Regions from separate parts of the Gossypium hirsutum genome. Here all the other regions are linked to region 3. Evidence: chromatin contacts called from public Hi-C data. All regions are on one chromosome and are shown on one strand. Each heading gives the region's core, a stretch centred on a gene start, on an enhancer-like site or on the middle of the called end of the contact. The rest is flanking DNA. Distances are from core to core; before and after follow the strand shown. Region 1 holds the start of LOC107917563 (cytokinin dehydrogenase 5). Region 2 holds the start of LOC121211246. Region 3 holds the start of LOC107918014. Region 4 holds the start of LOC107916540 (thioredoxin H1).

The links. A called contact is a pair of places that touch in the nucleus more often than the background predicts.
Region 1: a contact with region 3 is called in a Hi-C map of leaf, with 2.3 times the contacts expected there. The contact joins the promoter of LOC107917563 here to the promoter of LOC107918014 in region 3. A contact is called at or near these places in 3 of 34 Hi-C or Micro-C datasets (all in leaf).
Region 2: a contact with region 3 is called in a Hi-C map of leaf, with 2.1 times the contacts expected there. The contact joins the promoter of LOC121211246 here to the promoter of LOC107918014 in region 3. A contact is called at or near these places in 10 of 34 Hi-C or Micro-C datasets (anther, callus, hypocotyl and 2 more).
Region 4: a contact with region 3 is called in a Hi-C map of leaf, with 2.3 times the contacts expected there. The contact joins the promoter of LOC107916540 here to the promoter of LOC107918014 in region 3. A contact is called at or near these places in 4 of 34 Hi-C or Micro-C datasets (hypocotyl, leaf and petal).

Annotation. Positions count from the first base shown.
Region 1 is chrA01:24,249,283-24,251,982 of Gossypium_hirsutum_v2.1, reverse strand. LOC107917563 (cytokinin dehydrogenase 5) reads right to left here and starts at 1,391. Exons shown (of 6, transcript XM_041098180.1): 1 at 1,247-1,391; 2 at 507-1,051; 3 at 300-427; 4 at 1-228. The coding sequence starts at 1,044.
Region 2 is chrA01:24,110,038-24,112,737 of Gossypium_hirsutum_v2.1, reverse strand. LOC121211246 reads left to right here and starts at 1,394. Exons shown (of 2, transcript XM_041083833.1): 1 at 1,394-1,859; 2 at 2,030-2,316. The coding sequence starts at 1,394. The coding sequence ends at 2,316. LOC107943868 (glucose-induced degradation protein 8 homolog) reads left to right here and starts at 1,281. Exons shown (of 10, transcript XM_041098102.1): 1 at 1,281-2,351.
Region 3 is chrA01:24,577,176-24,579,875 of Gossypium_hirsutum_v2.1, reverse strand. LOC107918014 reads left to right here and starts at 1,414. Exons shown (of 1, transcript XM_016847503.2): 1 at 1,414-2,423. The coding sequence starts at 1,557. The coding sequence ends at 2,309.
Region 4 is chrA01:24,143,420-24,146,119 of Gossypium_hirsutum_v2.1, reverse strand. LOC107916540 (thioredoxin H1) reads right to left here and starts at 1,286. Exons shown (of 3, transcript XM_016845811.2): 1 at 906-1,286; 2 at 481-603; 3 at 57-384. The coding sequence starts at 992. The coding sequence ends at 235.

The DNA of each region.
Region 1 (2,700 bases), core at 142-2,641, 330 kb after region 3:
CAAGCAATACAAGACACCACTAGTGGGAAAAAGAGTGGAGATTTTAACAGGGTTTTGAGGGGAAAACAAAGATGATCTCCAATTGTTGATGAGCCCTTCAGCTACAATCACGAAACCTTCAACGTAGTCGAATTTTTGGTTACTTGGCTCTGCATGTAGCGATATAAGATGCTCTTGGTCGCTGGTAAAAGCTGAGAAATTGGAATACAGTACTCTTATCCATCTCACCTACACCACGTTAGACAGACGCAAGTTAAAGGCTGCTCTGGTGGATGAAAAACAGAATGAATGGTAGGTACCATATTTGGAGCCGGCTCAAGGGAAATTCTAGCTCTGGTGATAATGCCAAATTGTCCTAAACCGCCAAGGACAGCATGAAACAGCTCTGTGTTTTCATCTTCTGAGCATGTCAACACCTCACCTTTTCCTGTTCACCAAATCCCATTCATTCTAATGCAACAACAATAATAATATAATGATGCTTGAAAAAGATGGAAGAACTTGACCTGTAACGACGTCAAGCTCGTAAACATTGCTAATTTGTGGACCATGATTGAAAGCTTGGCCACTGATTCCAGCATTTGACAGAGTCCCACCAACAGAGAGGTACAAGTAATCCGTCCATGATTTGGGTGCCAGTCCATACTCTAAGGTACTCTTCAACACATCTATCCAAAGCTCCCCACCCCAAACGTCCACGTATCTCTCTTCAGCCCAAACATGAGGTCGAGGTGGCTTATTCCCCCCTTTCCACCCACTCATCTGAATCACTACACCGTTTGTGGTCTGAGCCTGTCCGTTTATGGAATGCCCATGTCCTCTAGCTGACACCGTCATCCCCTGGTTTGACCCGTAGGCTGCTTTAACGACTCGAGCTATGTCCTGAGCCGAAACTGGATGCAATACAGCCAGCGGTTGACCTCGGGTGAGCAAACCAAAATCGAGAGAAGCCGTTTCGACGTCGCTGGGGTCGACGCTGAGTTGACCATCAATACCCAGGCGAAGAATCTCCATGAAGTCGATGGCCAATCCAACAGTAACCATAATTAAACTAGAAATAAGGAAGGTTAAAAGAAGCATAGTTGCCATATTAAAAGAAGAAAAGAAACAATGCTTGGTTTTCGGTGCTGCAAGAAATGGTTTCTTTGGAATAATGAAATGAATAAATATATAATAAAGAAGAAAGAGTGCAGAAAACAAGGTGTTAAAAGATAAGGGGGAACGTGAGGAGGAAAAGGATCAAAACCTTTGATGGCAGCGTTTACGTAAGCCCAGCTAACACTTAAAGATTTACTACGTAAACATCTAACATGCACAGACCGACAGATTCCTCTCATTTCTTTTTTAGAAACAAAAATGGTGGGTTCTCTCTCAAGCCAAACAAGGAAAAAGGCTTGATATGTATATATAAAGCTTCTCAATCAAGAGAAAATTTTTTATCAAATTATAATTCTATATCATCTTTTATCCCTTTCTAATAAAATAATAATAAATTAAATTTTTTCAAGATAACAAAACTGAACATCAAGAGAAAAATTTTTATTTATTATTCTTTTATTTAAATAAGAAATAAAAATAATGTGATACATGAAATTACAATTTTTTACAATTTTTTTCTCAATTAAATTCATATTATTATAGAATATAAAAGGGAGGCGTGAGAGTGGGACGGAAAGGGAACACACGTGGACAATCACGTGCGAGGGGGTGGGAAGATACGTGTGGAAGAGAGAGGAAGGGCTGGGGTTTTAGATGGGGAGGATCTCTACGTGGGGACCCAACTGCGGAAGGTTTCACGTGAGTGCTGCCGCTATGCTCGACCCAACACCCACTGCCTCCCCATCCATCCTCACCATTTTATACAAATATGGCAAATACCAGTAAAGATTCTCTTTTTTTTTTTCAGAGTTGCTTTTGAAAGTGCGAGCGATGACGAACCGAAGATCCTCTTAATTAATAAACTCAGATTTTGCAAAATCCATATTGATAATTTTACTACTGCAGTCATGAGATCATCAAACTTTGCAGAACCACGCCTTTCTTTCCTTTGGCACTATTGCTGTTTGTGAGTTTAGCATCGTATAATTGTGGTTTTGTACACAAGATTTTTGTAAATACTTGTTTGTTTTTTTTTTGTTACTAACACACTGTTTCTATGTTGGGAAACGTCACGTTTTTGCTTTCATGTTATTGATGCCGATGTGGCATATCATATTTTTATTATGAGAAAGTTTTTACACAATCATAACATCATTCCATCTTCTCGCCACCAATGCATAAATAGATATTGGAAGCAAATATAATTTTCATCCTTACAACTGAGGCACCTTTTGAGCGCAATGAAATTGATATGCACAGGCGCTTTGTTTTTTTTTTTTTAAGAACTAGATGAAAATAACCTATTGAGGTTCCGCTACCAAAATTGGAACATAAAAGAAGAAGAAGCATCAAGGAAGAAAAAAGGAAAGAATGGAATCCAAGTATAAGTAATGATGTGAAGGAAGAAGTGACGGATCTCGGAGTTAGCTCATACACCGGAAGTGATGAAAAGCTTGTGTATTATCTATACTCGGGGAACAATTTGATGGACAATCATCTCGCTGCCAAGTAGAGTTAGAAGGGATTCAAGAGGTAGTCCAAGCACCAAATCAATTGCAAGAACAGCTAAAGCCCTAAGGTGATGAGATAGAGGAGATAGAT
Region 2 (2,700 bases), core at 145-2,644, 470 kb after region 3:
ACATCAGCTCTTTTGGTTACTTGATTAAATGTTGGTGGTTTTGTCTTTGAGTCTTGAGTTTGATTCCTTTCCTTCTTATTTTTGTATTTTTATTTCATGTTGTTTCAAGTTTTACTTTTTTTTAATTATTATTTTTAACATATTACCTCATTTGGTTAAATAGTTAATTAATAGTGTTTTTATCATTGAGTCTCATGTTCGCTTTCTCTTCTAAGCGCATTGATATTTTTTTATTTCATGTTGTTTCAAGCTCTTTTTTGTTAATTAATAAAGATATTATTTTCAAGTTTTTTATTTTCAATTTATCTTTTTAATTAATAACTTTTTTATAAAATCACATAATTATTACCAAATATCATTATTTTTAGTAAATATAATTTTTATTATATAATTGACAATAATTATTTTATTTTATAAATAAAAGAGTGATTAATTAAAAATAAAAAAAACTTGAAAACAAATATATTTATTAATTAAAAACATTAATTAAAAATAAAAAAATTGAAACAACATGAAATAAAAATATAAATATGAGTAGGAGAGAAATTGAAGCTGAGACTCAAAAGACTAAAATCACTTACATTTAACTATCTAACTTTTTGACATATTAACTCTTTTGGTCAAATAGTTAAAAGTTAGTGGGTTTGTCTTCAAATCTTAGGTTTAATTTCTCTCCTACTCACATTTCTATTTTTATTTCATTTCTTTCAAGCTTTTCTTTTATTTTTAATTTCTATTTTTAATAAATTAGCTCATTTGGTTAAATGGTTAATTAATAGTGATTTTATCTTTGAATCCTAAGTTCAATTCCTCTTTTGAGCATATTTTATTTTTTATTTCATGTTGTTTTAATTTTTTTATTTTTAATTAATAATTATATTAATTTTCAGTTGTTTAATTGTCTTTTTAAATAATAACTCTTTTATGCAAAGATCAAATAATTATTTTTATAATTAAAAATAAAAAATAAAACTTGAAACAACAAGAGCATGAAATAAAAAAAAAGAACAAATGAGGAACCAAATCCGATATTTAATGACAAAACTATTAATATTTAACTATTTAACTAAAAAAATTTAATGTGTCAAAAAATTAAAAAACAAACTTTACAAAAATGCGTTTTCTATTTTTCTTCCCAAAATTAATATATTTCTCTAAATATTCTCTACCTAAAACCTTAAATATTTTTAAAGGGCCAATTTCTTTTTTCAAATTCGGCCCATTTTAACGTATAATATACTTTGTATTTAAATTAAATTATTTTTATCATTAAAAAAATCAATTTTTATCTGTTCTCAAAATTCTAACTAGCGAGTAGTACTATTTTTCAGAATATTGTTATTTATTTATCTTCATGTACGCAATACTTCGAACAGCTTCTGATCTCTGGTGAATGGCCCTCCCTCGGCTAATCCCATCCCATTCATCTTCTTCTTCGCTCACTCACCAACCTTCGATAAGCCCCAACGCTGTCGGTCCTTATCTTTTAAACCCTAATTTCAAGCCATTTTCCAACTCTTCTTCGCTCTTCCAATCCCCCAGGTTCCATAGGCTCGGCTCCCTCCGATGCTTCGCTTCCTCTTTCCCGGAGAAACGCCACCCGTATCCTCCCCAATCAGATGAATCCGTACAGATCCCTCTATTTCCTCTCCCCTTAGTTCTCTTCCCCGGCGCTGTTCTCCCCCTCCAGATCTTCGAGTTCCGTTACCGCATTATGATGCACACGCTCCTCCACACCGACCTCCCCTTTGGCGTTATTTACTCTGATCCCGTCGGTGGCACCTTTGACGTCGGCTTCGTCGGAGAGATTTTCAAGCACGAACGCCTCGTCGACGACCGCTTCTTTCTCATTTGTGAATGTTATGAGTATCACTTGTAACACTAAAGTTAGTTAAAAAGTAGTTAGTTTGGTGTTAGCTGTTAAGGTTAGTTAGCAGCTATCTCTGTGTATTAAATAGCATGTAAACGACTAAAGAAAGAATTGAATGAAGATAGATATTTTTCACGTATCTGTTATAATGTCTAACAGTGAAGGCCAAGAACGGTTCCGCGTCACCAACATCCTACGTAGGAAACCATATCTTGTCGCGGAAGTCAACTGGCTCGAAGACTCCCTCCAGCGACGAGGATTTAGAAGGAATAGCCGATGAAGTGGAGAGTTGCACGAAAGACGTGATTCGGTTATCGAATCGTCTCAATGGAAAACCGCTAAAGGAAGCGCAGGATTTGAGGAGGAACCTATTTCCGACTCCGTTTTCATTCTTTGTAGGGAGTACATTCAAAGGGGCGCCGAATTGTCTGCAGCATCGGCTGTGAAAGACGTGTTTCCCTCTTCATGACGAGAGAATTGAGTAAATTTTAAAGCAAACTTTGTTTAAATTTTGGTGAATATGTTGTTGTGTGTAATTTTTTGTACACGAAGGCATCATTTTTATATGAAATTTTGCTTGTTTCTCACTAGTCGTTGTTAGAATCTTGAATGAATTGTTTATACTAACAGGGTTAATTTGCACAGAAGATAGTTTTTGGGATATGGTTTATTCTTTATGTTACTGCTACTTTTTGGATACTTAGACTGTATTGATGGCCGATGAGGTTTAGTTTCCTTGAATAGGGGTAGTAGTTAGTTTTTCGAGCAGAATTTTGTAAAGGGCTTTGTAATTCAATCATTTCTTTTTCCTGGATTGAGCATTGTTGTCA
Region 3 (2,700 bases), core at 165-2,664:
TGCTTATCAATAGGACAAACCACCCCATTATACTACTAGGGTCTGTTGGGTGGGGGTTTAACATAGTAATAACTTAGTTTGAACTCTTCCTTTAAAAAAATTAGTTTAATTTAAATCTTAATTTTATCCACACCACACCTAATAACATTATTTTTTAAGTTTAAATAAACATAAAAATATCTATATAAATCATGTAATCATTTCAACTTTATTGATTTTCTTAATTCGATATTCACAAACAAAAACTAATTAATAGACATATTAAAAATATTCTCTAACACAATAATCTAAGTAATGCATTCCAAAATTTGTTAAGGAAAAATCAAACTAAACCTAAGTAAGCTGGTAAAGAAGAAAAACTTGGATAATGTGTTGCAAAATGTCAACTAATCCCAATGGGAACATATTAGGAAGTTTCATGCTCCATAAGGAAATGCATGATGAATCTATTAATTTCACAATTTAAAAGAAGTAATTGAAAATGTAGCAACGCATGGACCCACATTTTACTTTTTGTAAAGAATGCGAGAGCTTAGGATATTGGTGCCACCATGGGACCCGTTCGAGCCCTTCCATGGTATTTCCTCCGGCGTGGCACCACCTAACCTATCTCACCTCCCCCCGACTCGTGGGTCTGCCTGTTTGGACCCATTTCCATTTCTTTCACTGGCTATCTTGTAAGTGTGCGAGAAACCTTAACATAATTCGGATTAAGATAGAATATTATTTTTTATTTATTAATATCTAATATAAATATCATTATCATTCAAATGTGTAAAACTCATATTGTGAATAGTGATTAAACATTTATTAGATATTAATGAAAAAAATAATAGAATGGACCCAAACTCACATAATTCACTTTAGCTCGTTCACTTTGTCTTTTAATATTTGTAAAAGTATCATAGAGGTTTTATATTATAATTTAGATTGTATTTTAATTCATTTACTCAAAAAAATAAACAAATTAATCCTTGTATATTAAATTAAAGAGTAAACTAATTATTTTGTTAAAAATTTCATCTATTTCTATTATTAAAAACTAATCTTTATACGTTAGCATGAAATACACGTGATACACCAAACATTGCTCAATTTTTAAGTAAAGAAAATAAAATATAAATTAACTTTTAATAAAAAACTTTTAAAACACTATAAAACAACCTCAACGATATTTTTTACCGGATGTGCTCTCGAGAAAACTTTTAATACGGCTTGGTCATGATGCAGTGGAGTTAGAGTTATCCGAGAAGCAAAATTGAAATATTTTCATGTTTAGTTAATTAATACATTAATAATATTAAAAAGTGGGTCCATGCTTTGTTTTTTAAGGAGTTTACTAGTGTCGAGTATACCCCGCCTCTCTATTACTCAACGTGTATATATATAAATCCCATCCAATCCATTTGAAATCATAAAGTTTCCAAAGCCCTGTATTATTAAGTACCAGCAGATTCCATCCAACTCTGTTTCTTTGTTTAATAATAACCCCTCTAGAAAGCAACCTTAAACCTTCTCCCCCATTCCCCCCCCCCTCATTTTCTTGTTAAACAAACATGGATTCCTTCGAACTTGACAACGTTAAAGCAGAGAAAGAAGATGCTTTGCGGAGATACAACATGGAGAGGAAGCTAAGGTTGGGTCTTCGCTATATGGGGTTTTTGTTGGTTTTGTTTTTGATATCATGGTCTTGGTTCCCCCCTTTGATTCCCCACATCATCGAGGTTGCCGGAGATCTTAGCCAACGTTACATCAACACTCTTAATGACCTTTTCTTCATTTTCATCCTTATGAACATCATCATCCTTGTTGTTTATATTCTGTCTACCCAGAAACAATCTACCAGCTCCGGTATCTACGATGAGTACGTGTGCTCTCACCGGAGTATAATACCCGCGGAGGCGACCGTGCTCGACAAACAAATCGTCGTGGTGGAAAATGCGGTTGATGTTGCAGAGACAAAACGCCCGCTTTCACAAATTAAACAACAACCTTGGTCGACGAAGACGAAGCCTGCAATAACTTCAACTGATAAAGTGAAGCAAAAAGAGTACCGACGAACACGATCAGTGGTGTCAGAATCTGGAAAACGGCGTCCCCGCCGGGTGTATAGAAGATCGGAGACGGCAATAACGGGCAGAGAACTAGTTGTTTGTAGTGCAGAATCGGCAAGGGAAGCGATACATGAGATTAGCAATGAAGAGTTTCAGTTAAAAGTAGATAGTTTCATTGCTGAAAGAAGGAAAGCCCTAATGCAAGAAAACATTGCGCATTATACAAAATGCATGTCTATTGTGGTTAAGAATTAGCGGGGGATCAATTACACAAAAAATTAGTGATGGGAATTATTAGGTTTCGGGATTGTAATCTTGTTGAGTTGTACAGTGAATAATATTTCCCAGGTTTTCTGGGAAAAATAAAAACTCATCTTTGTTCAATTTTTAAATCCCATATAATTGAGAATTCATATTCATACAAGTTGCTTTCATTGTTCATGATAGATTTGCAATAGAATTTCAGTCAACTATATCATTTCCATGGAGTCCAACTTCCTTTTTTCATTCTTCTAAACTCGTGCTTGACTGTTTCTTTCTTTTTTACTACGTTCTAACTAATACCAACATGGAGTGGAAGAACACTATGAAATCATGAAAATCTCAAATGAAAATGGAGTAATAATATTCTAAATAAATGTATATT
Region 4 (2,700 bases), core at 37-2,536, 430 kb after region 3:
TAGGGTGAAATTCAAAAGAATAATATGGGATAAACAAGTATAAAAACATAGATAACTTATAGAAAGCATACACTAATTTAAATATAAGATAAGATCTGAAATAGAAACAAGGACAACAGGCAGAGAGAGTAGCCAAATATAAATACAACCACACATTATTTAGTGTCTGTCAGACATTCATAAGATCCTAGTTTCATAAACAACTCCAGACATCAAGTACATTTAAATGTTGATTCATGCTGTCTGCACCGAGGTAGATGAATGGAAGGCAATTTTCTGCTGCAATTCATCTTTCCTTGCACCCACAAGCTTGTCAATTATGGTGCCTCCTTTCAGAAACACAAAAGTTGGCATCGCCTCAATAGCCCACGACTGAGCGACAGACTGCACAATTACAAAGAGCATGGTGTAAGAAAATTTGACAAGTCAAAAGTTAAAATTACAGGCTTTTTAATTAAGCAATGGCTTAAGAGACCCTACTTTCAGTTCATCCACGTCCACCTTCAAGAATATGACGTTGGGCAGCTTCTTAGCAAGATCCACCAGGATTGGTGATATAAAACGGCATGGCCCGCACCATGATGCTGTGAAATCCACCACCACCTATCCAAATAAATCTTTTCTTAAGTATCATACATACAGATCTATAATTTATCATAACAACACAATAAACAACACCTAATACTTGTGATACACCACTAGTACATAACTGAGGACCTTGCTAAGAACTATACAGGACAAATTAAGCAGGAGATTACTAAGTCCTTCGCTGAAATCAGCCCAAGTTTACGTAGACAAAACCAATTTTTCCAAACAACCTAGCAAGCAAAATTTGGTAGCTAATACAAAGAAACAGCAATTTCTGTACCAGTTTTCTTAAGTTACAACAAAGAAAAGATATTTACCAGTTTGTTGGACTCGTTTCCCATCTGGAGCTGCTGCTGCCATGACTCAACAGTGTGGCAGGCAATTACTTGTCCCTCTTCAGCCATAGTTTTTTCACTTAACCTCAAAGCTTACAAATTAGGCAAAGCAAAATACTTTTTATCTTGTTTCCCTTGTGTTTGTTTGACAATTTCGATAGTGCACAATCCTTTATATAGAGGAGTTTAGAGGCTAATTACGAGAATGCCATAGGTAAAGTTCGGGAATCACGTGACGCATTCTCATATGTCAGTGACGGAATAATATTAGTGGTCAGCGGTGAGAATGGTTCCGCGTTTTCGTGTCCATGTAAATGGAACCCAAGTATGAAAGGCGCTTTTGAATTTGGAAGGACACGGCACGTACGTTACATGCGGCACCTGTTTAAATTAATAATAAAGAATCGGATTCAATGTGATAACGAAATTCAACTATTTTTAAAAATTTAATGTTGAAAAAAAAAAAAGTAAGAAGTCTAAAATGGATAAATTGCACTCAAGCTCATTAAATTATTAGTACATTTAAGCTTTGGTCATTTAATTTTAAAAAGTTATAAAATTGAGTCATTAATCTATTAGAAAATTTTCATTTAAATCATTATAATGTTAATTTTTTTTAATCGGGTAGTGAGGCTTGAGCGGCAATTTAACAATCGTTATGGTGGGTCAGTACTCATTGATGAGTAGAAGAACATATATTAGATCTAAGTTAATTTGATGATCGGTGTTGGAGATCGAAAAAGAAAATTATTTAGATTTTGGTTCATAAATTCGTGAGTCCAAAGTTATTTCATAAAAAAAAGCTAAACTATAAAAAAAAAGAGAATGAGAGCTTTCGATGTTAATTTTGATAAATTTTATTTGGAGTTTGTTTGGAGTTGAACTATGTATGAGTCAAATTATTTTCATGTTATTTTTTTAACACTAAATATTATCTTTGATAAATTTTAGCCTTATTTAATCAAATAACTAATTCCATCTAACCCCTATAATAGAGCAACATGCCAAATACCTTCACCCATTTAATTTACATTAATATTGACAACAAATTCAAAAAAGTTTGTCGAAAGTAGTATAATTTACAAAATAATACATTTTAAAAACAACCAATTATAAAATAATATAATTCATTTTTCTTATCCTTTAGATTGCACAAATTCGAAAGACTCTATTATCCTTTAGGTTGCACAAATTCAAAGGACTCTATTGCAAAAGTGTCTACTTTCACATGCATCCTCCATGCGAACTTTCATGCTTTTATTTGTTTCATCAGCAAAAATAAAGCATCAATATCATTTTTGCTTAGAAAAGATCATTCATGCCACCAATATTTTGGCTTACCTTAAACTAGGTAGTTTTGCTGTTCTTCACGTGACAAACACAAACATAGAAAATTTTGTCCACGACACGAACAAACCCTAACCCCCTTTTTTTAAACCCTAACATTAGACAACATAATTATTTTTTTAGTCACCACACTCAAACAAACCCATAAAAGATGTTGCATATGTCGCTGAGATACCCTAACCCATCTCCATAAACTTGAAATCTCCATATTCATGCATTTGGTTAGCCATAGATTGATGGGCTATTTTTTCTTGGATTGGATCGCTCTCTCTCAAAAAAAAAAAAGCTACTTGTGGAATTTTTTTGGTGAAAATAAGATTACAACCAATTAAACAAAGCTAACAAGAGGATTTTCTGCAAACAACTGTAATCCATCCTTTGTGTCGAACGTCATTTTGGCTATTTGATCTGTTTCTTTGTTTTCTTATCT